2 separate regions of the Oryzias latipes genome follow, and region 2 is linked to region 1. A link is a contact called in public Hi-C data. All regions are on one chromosome and are shown on one strand. Each heading gives the region's core, a stretch centred on a gene start, on an enhancer-like site or on the middle of the called end of the contact. The rest is flanking DNA. Distances are from core to core; before and after follow the strand shown.

The links. Hi-C and Micro-C count contacts between places; a contact is called where the count stands out from the background.
Region 2: a contact with region 1 is called in a Hi-C map of embryo, with 2.2 times the contacts expected there. The contact joins the promoter of LOC101160352 here to the promoter of LOC105356252 in region 1. A contact is called at or near these places in 3 of 5 Hi-C or Micro-C datasets (embryo and fibroblasts).

What each region holds. Positions count from the first base shown.
Region 1 is chr17:25,038,088-25,040,921 of ASM223467v1, reverse strand. It overlaps LOC105356252, which reads right to left and starts at 1,484. Exons shown (of 2, transcript XM_023965403.1): 1 at 938-1,484; 2 at 1-590. The coding sequence starts at 952.
Region 2 is chr17:25,189,370-25,192,203 of ASM223467v1, reverse strand. It overlaps LOC101160352 (phosphoribosyltransferase domain-containing protein 1), which reads right to left and starts at 1,378. Exons shown (of 9, transcript XM_004079262.3): 1 at 1,171-1,378; 2 at 893-999. The coding sequence starts at 1,218.

The DNA.
Region 1 (2,834 bases), core at 235-2,734:
CCTGAGGCTGAGAAAGCGGCAGAAACACAAGCAGGGCCGTTGGTCTCAGTGGAAAAAGGCTTGCAGGTTCCTGGCGGGGCCACCTCCGGAGCCTCTATGTCAGGGCTGGAGGCTCTGGATGATCCAGGAGACGATGTGGGGCTCAGCTGCACGGCTGTTGTGTCTTGCAGGGTGTGCTCGCTGGTCTCTATTTCAAACGCCGCCCCACCGGCCAGCCCGCTGCGTCCGATCAACCCTGTGCCCCTGCTGTTCACGTTTGACCCCCGGGAGCTGTGGGGCGGAGGGAGACGGCTGCACACGCAGCAGGCGCCAAAAAAGGAGAAGGCCACGAGCAGCAGGACGGGTCCAATGATGATCGGGGGGTTGGCAGAAGGCACCAGTGTGGTGAAGGCGAAAGCTCCCACCAAGGTGATGTTGAGTCCTGCCAGCATGATGCAGAGTCCACAAGCACAGCAGAGCGCCGGAGATGGCAGACCGTGGGGGCGGGACTTCTTCTTCTTCTTCTGGGACCCCTTTTCCGGCACAGGGGTGCCATTATTTCTTTCAGTGATGATCATGGCTTCACTTCCAGGCCCTCTGTCTTCAAACATCTGTCTCTTTCAACAGACATCAAAACAAAGTGGTCATTACTAGAACAAATACAGTTCAGTTTACAATTTCATTGATTTTTGATGTGGCACTGAGGGGGGGAGGGACCCATTTCTGAGCCCCTACCTCAACATATTGAAATTAAATCTGAACATTCCTGATAAGAATGTGTTTTATTCTGTTTTCTTAAGTTCAATGATTTCACATTTGCGTTAAAATGTCATTTTAATAAAATCCCTTCATGAGGAAACGTAAAATTTGGACTTCTAAATCCAACATAGGGAACTTGTAGGTCTGAAAATGGATCCTGGACTGATCTGTTGCATTTCTGGCAGAACGTGAGTCTCACCCTTTGCGTCAACATGTTGAAGGTCTTTCCATTGTTGAAACGGCGGGTCGTTGCAGCGGTTCCGGTTCTATCTGGGGTTTGTCTTTGCTGACACCTTCAGAGACATCAACCCGAGGCTTTGCATCCCGATTTCCAGGCTCTTTTTCTGCGCTGAGGGGCACAAACCCCATTCAAATCAATGGCTCGGGCAGCGCGGTCGTAGAAGGACGAAGCAGCTGACGACAAAGAAAAGATCACTTAGGTGGAAGAGCATCTCCTTCGGGCCCCCCGACGTGGACCTGAGGAGGCGCGTGGAGCACCTGACGGGTCACCCCCGCAACGGAAATGAGGATCGAGCGTGGCACAGTGGCGTCTCTCCAGGAGTCGGTGTTTCGTCGTCCTATTTCATCAGATGTGATGTGATGCGCAGAGCAGAAAGACAGAGCCTCCTCCTCCTCCTGCTTTTCCTCCTCCTGCGTGGACCCCAGGAGGCGACGCTCCAGTCTCCTCGTCAGTGATCAATCAAATAGCAGCGTGTCTGTGTTCGTGCGCGCAGGGGCGCGCGGCGCATTTGTCGCTGGGGTGGCCCCTTGAGGGCGGGGGGGGGGGGGGGGGGGGGCATTCCCAGCACATTTTTTTATTATAAATTAAATTACTAAACACCTGTAAAATGTTTTGTAAGCCAAATACTACGGTGGCTCTGAAGTCCAAATCACAACAACAAATCCCTCCACGCTGAAGCATTTGAAAACGATCACAATGGCTGTGTCCGAATTCCTGCCCTACTCCCTATCTAGTAAAAAACTATATGGTGTGGGGCTATGCAGTGCCCTCAATTTCAAAAGCAATTGGGACACCATGCTCACTACTTTCATCAAATTCACAAAGTGAAAATCTAACTGATACGAACGTTTTACGACAACCATCTATGAATCCACTGTGGTCTGAAGATGAAACGTTGATATTTTATCTAAAAAATACATTAAATTGCATTTTCTTTACAAAAATTGTTCAAACACAATTCATTGTTGTCTATATTCACCAGTCTAGTGATTATCGATGCCCACTTATTTCTTTCGCAGAGACTTATGGAAAATTTCTAGCGCACCCGATTTTGGAATTGTGAATTCGGACAGCACCAGGAAATGGAGGAAAATAGGAATGGGAATGGAATGGAAACAAGTTTATTTCGAATGTAAAAAAAACCACACATAAAAAAAAAGAGAAAATAAAGAAATCGTTCACACTCGTGAAAAAAAAAACTGTGTAGTGAGTAGTGAAGAAATTCGGACTCAACTGATGACAATTAAAAGGCAAAACAATTAATAAAAAATAGGGAAAAAAAATGTATAAATATATATATATAAATAATATGCTCAATATGCATATCAGGAACCCTAACACAATTCCAAATAAAAATTTATAACAAATTAACAAATGTAATTACCCGAATTCTTATAGAAATGTTAAAAAATGAAACACAATAAAAACTAAAAAAGGTATGGGACATTGCTGATTGGATGATAACTATTGAATATGTTCAAATGTGTCTTTAATGTCCGCTTGCTAATAAACGTTTTATGATTATTTCGGTGCATATCCAGTATCGCCTCGTGTCTAAATAAATTTCTGTTAAAATGGTGGACAAACTTAATCATCCAATCAACGATGTCCCATACCTTTATTGGTATCGCATTGAGTTTTATTTTTTAACATTTTATTTTGATTTTTGGAAATTACTTTTGTTTTCCCAAAAGTTTGTTCATTCTTTTTTTTATGGAAACATTACAGATAAAATCCATACTAATCATAAAACCTTTGCTAGATTTGAAAAAATCCCAACGTCAATAATCAAACGTCAGCGGCTCAGGTGGTTGAGCGGGTCGACCTATGATTGTGATTGAATGGTTGGCGATTT
Region 2 (2,834 bases), core at 129-2,628, 150 kb before region 1:
TTTTTTTTAAAATCATAAATAAAAAAAAACGTCTTTTGTTATCTAGGACATAGTTTCTGCAGAGCAGCAGTAGTTCATGTGAAGTTTACTTCTGAGTGACCACTGGCACAAAGCAGGCCTACCCTTTTCCCACCATCCCTTTTGTTTACACTCTCTCCCACTGGCTTACAGCCCCTCACAACCCCATCCTAACATTTTCAGTCCAACAGAAATGCAGAGCACTATTGCAGCCGTGCAGTTTTTGTACCAGATTCCAGCTCAGACAAGGAGAACAAAGACGTGCATGGATCTATTTGTCTTCAAGTGGATGCTTTAGAATGGAGCAGAAGTATGTGAGCTTGTGGCTTGCTGTCATAGGCCCTACGTCACACCTACAAGCTTTTTACAACTGCATTTTTGTTTGCTCCTGATACACAATGATTTGAATAAAGAAATACTCAGAAATGCAATTTTAAGCTTACATCTTCCGTCAGGAGAAAAATGCTGTTGAACATGTTAAAAACACTTTTTTTTTTTTTTGGAGTGGTTGTTTAAACTGTTGGAAAAACAGTTTATTTCTTTTGGAATTGGTGTCACATTAGGAACATGCATGTGTGGAATGAGGAGCAGGGCTGTTCCCTTCAAATCATATGTGAAAACTTGTCTGGCAGTGCCATCCCACACATGCATGTTCATTTTAAATGCTGCCCTATGGAAAAAGAAAATCTACAACAGTTTAAGGATTATTGTAAAGGTGATCTACATAAAACAAACTTTACTTTTGGTGCATTTTACTACACAGGAATTAGATGGCATCCTATAAAATCTTTGGAAGACACATGGAGCTATGATGTAACCTCACAGAAGGCCAAACATCTGGGAGGTCATCTGACAGGCCTCCAGAGTTTTGTACCTATCCATGATGACGCCATGCGGAATGATGACGCAGTCCAAGTCTCCGTAGTAGTGCGCTGGGTAGCTGAAGAGGTCCAGGCTGTAACCTGGCCAGTCGTCGTGAATCTGAGAGGAAACGCAGCAGAAAGCATTAGATCTTCAGTCTGCATCTTTGCAAGTTTACTGTATTTTTAGTTTTTTAAAGGTGCAAACTTCTACAGTCTACACGTGGCGCCACCCCCTGCAAAACTGCGCAAACGCGTTCATTCACTTCTTCGTTTCCTCTCGTTAAATTACCACAATGCCCTCGCTTTTGCTCTCGGCCCGGACAGAAACTTCAGCCATTTTGAAGAAGAAGAAAAAAAACCCGCTCTCGTTTCAACCAAAGTGCTGCGAGTCTGTGCGGAGGGGTTTGACCTGGTCGGGAGGAGGATCTGCGCGGGGGAATGTGGAGCACTATTGTGAAACCATCCGGGAGTCCCTGCCCCTCTGCAGTGTCACATGCGGCCACCAGGGGCGCTGTGACACCACAATTCCTCAGAATGGAGCGGCCGAGTCAAGAGAACACGCTTTCTTATCTTAACACAATAAAAACATTTCTTTCTTAAAAGACCCCAAAAACAAACAGTTACTGCACTAAATTCTTATCACCTAATTTTTAAAATGTGCCCCTGTTATTATTATTTGAATGCCATGTTAACATTGTTTTCATCATGTCTGCAAACAGTTTTTTTTCAATCTGCTTCTTAATTTTTTAGTATTTAATATTAATTTAAACACGTAAAAGAATCTGTTGTTTTTAAACAAATACAACTATAGAATCATCTTTGAGCAGGTTTGATGCTCTTAATTTGACATAAGTCTTCAAAATTCTTCCCTAATATTGGAAATTTTGAATATAAAATTCTATCTATCTATCTATATAGATTCAATATAGATAGATAGACTTTACTCATCCCACAATGGGGAAATTCTCTTATCTTCAGCAGCAAAAAAAAGACATTCAGGAATTCAAACAACCAAAAAAAGGTGGTGTTCACAGAGGATAGTGACCTTCAGAAAAAATATATATATATATATATATATATATTTATATATTTATATTTATATATGTTGTCCCTTCTTTTTACTTTTTAGTAGGATTTACACTTGTATGTAAACTAAAAATATTTACATCAGCATGTAAAAAGAAGGACTATACAAAAATGTTCCCGTTGTACAGAAGATGTAAAATAGTACATTTATGCTTTATTGCCTAGATCTAAATAAATCTTAAAAATTAATTCAAATCTGGCTCCTTAAGTAAAAATAATTGTGTATTTCTTCAGACAAGGCAAGGCAAGTTTATTTGTATAGCACAATTCATACCCAAAGTAATTCAAGGTGATTCACAAAACAGAAAAATACATTAATATCACAATACATCATAGAAATCATCAACGTAAAATTTACTTTAAAAGAAAAGAAAAAAAAATAGAAAATTGATTTAAAAAGAGAGGAAGGAAATGAAAGAAAAGTGCAGATAGGACCTTTCAGTCATATACACGGCTAAACAGAAATGTTTTAAGTCTAGATTTGAACATGAACACAGAAGAGGCCTGTCTTACGACTTCAGGGAGGCTGTTCCAGATTTTAGCTGCAGAATATTGAAACGCTGATTCCCCTTGTTTAGTTCTGACTCTGGGAATCAACAGGAGGCCGGTCCCTGAGGTCCTCAGAGTACGAGATGGTTCATATGGCACTAACATGTCAGAGATGTCAGGACTCGAGCAGCAGCATTCTGGATGTACTGAAGCTGTTTTACAGCTCGTTTGGAGAGGCCGGTGAGCAGGCCGTCACAGTAGTTTAACCTACTGGAGACAAATGCATGAACAAGTATCTCCAGTTCTGGCTTTGACATTATCTTTTTGATTTTGGCAATGTTTTTCAGATGGTAAAATGCAGCTGATGTTACTGACTTG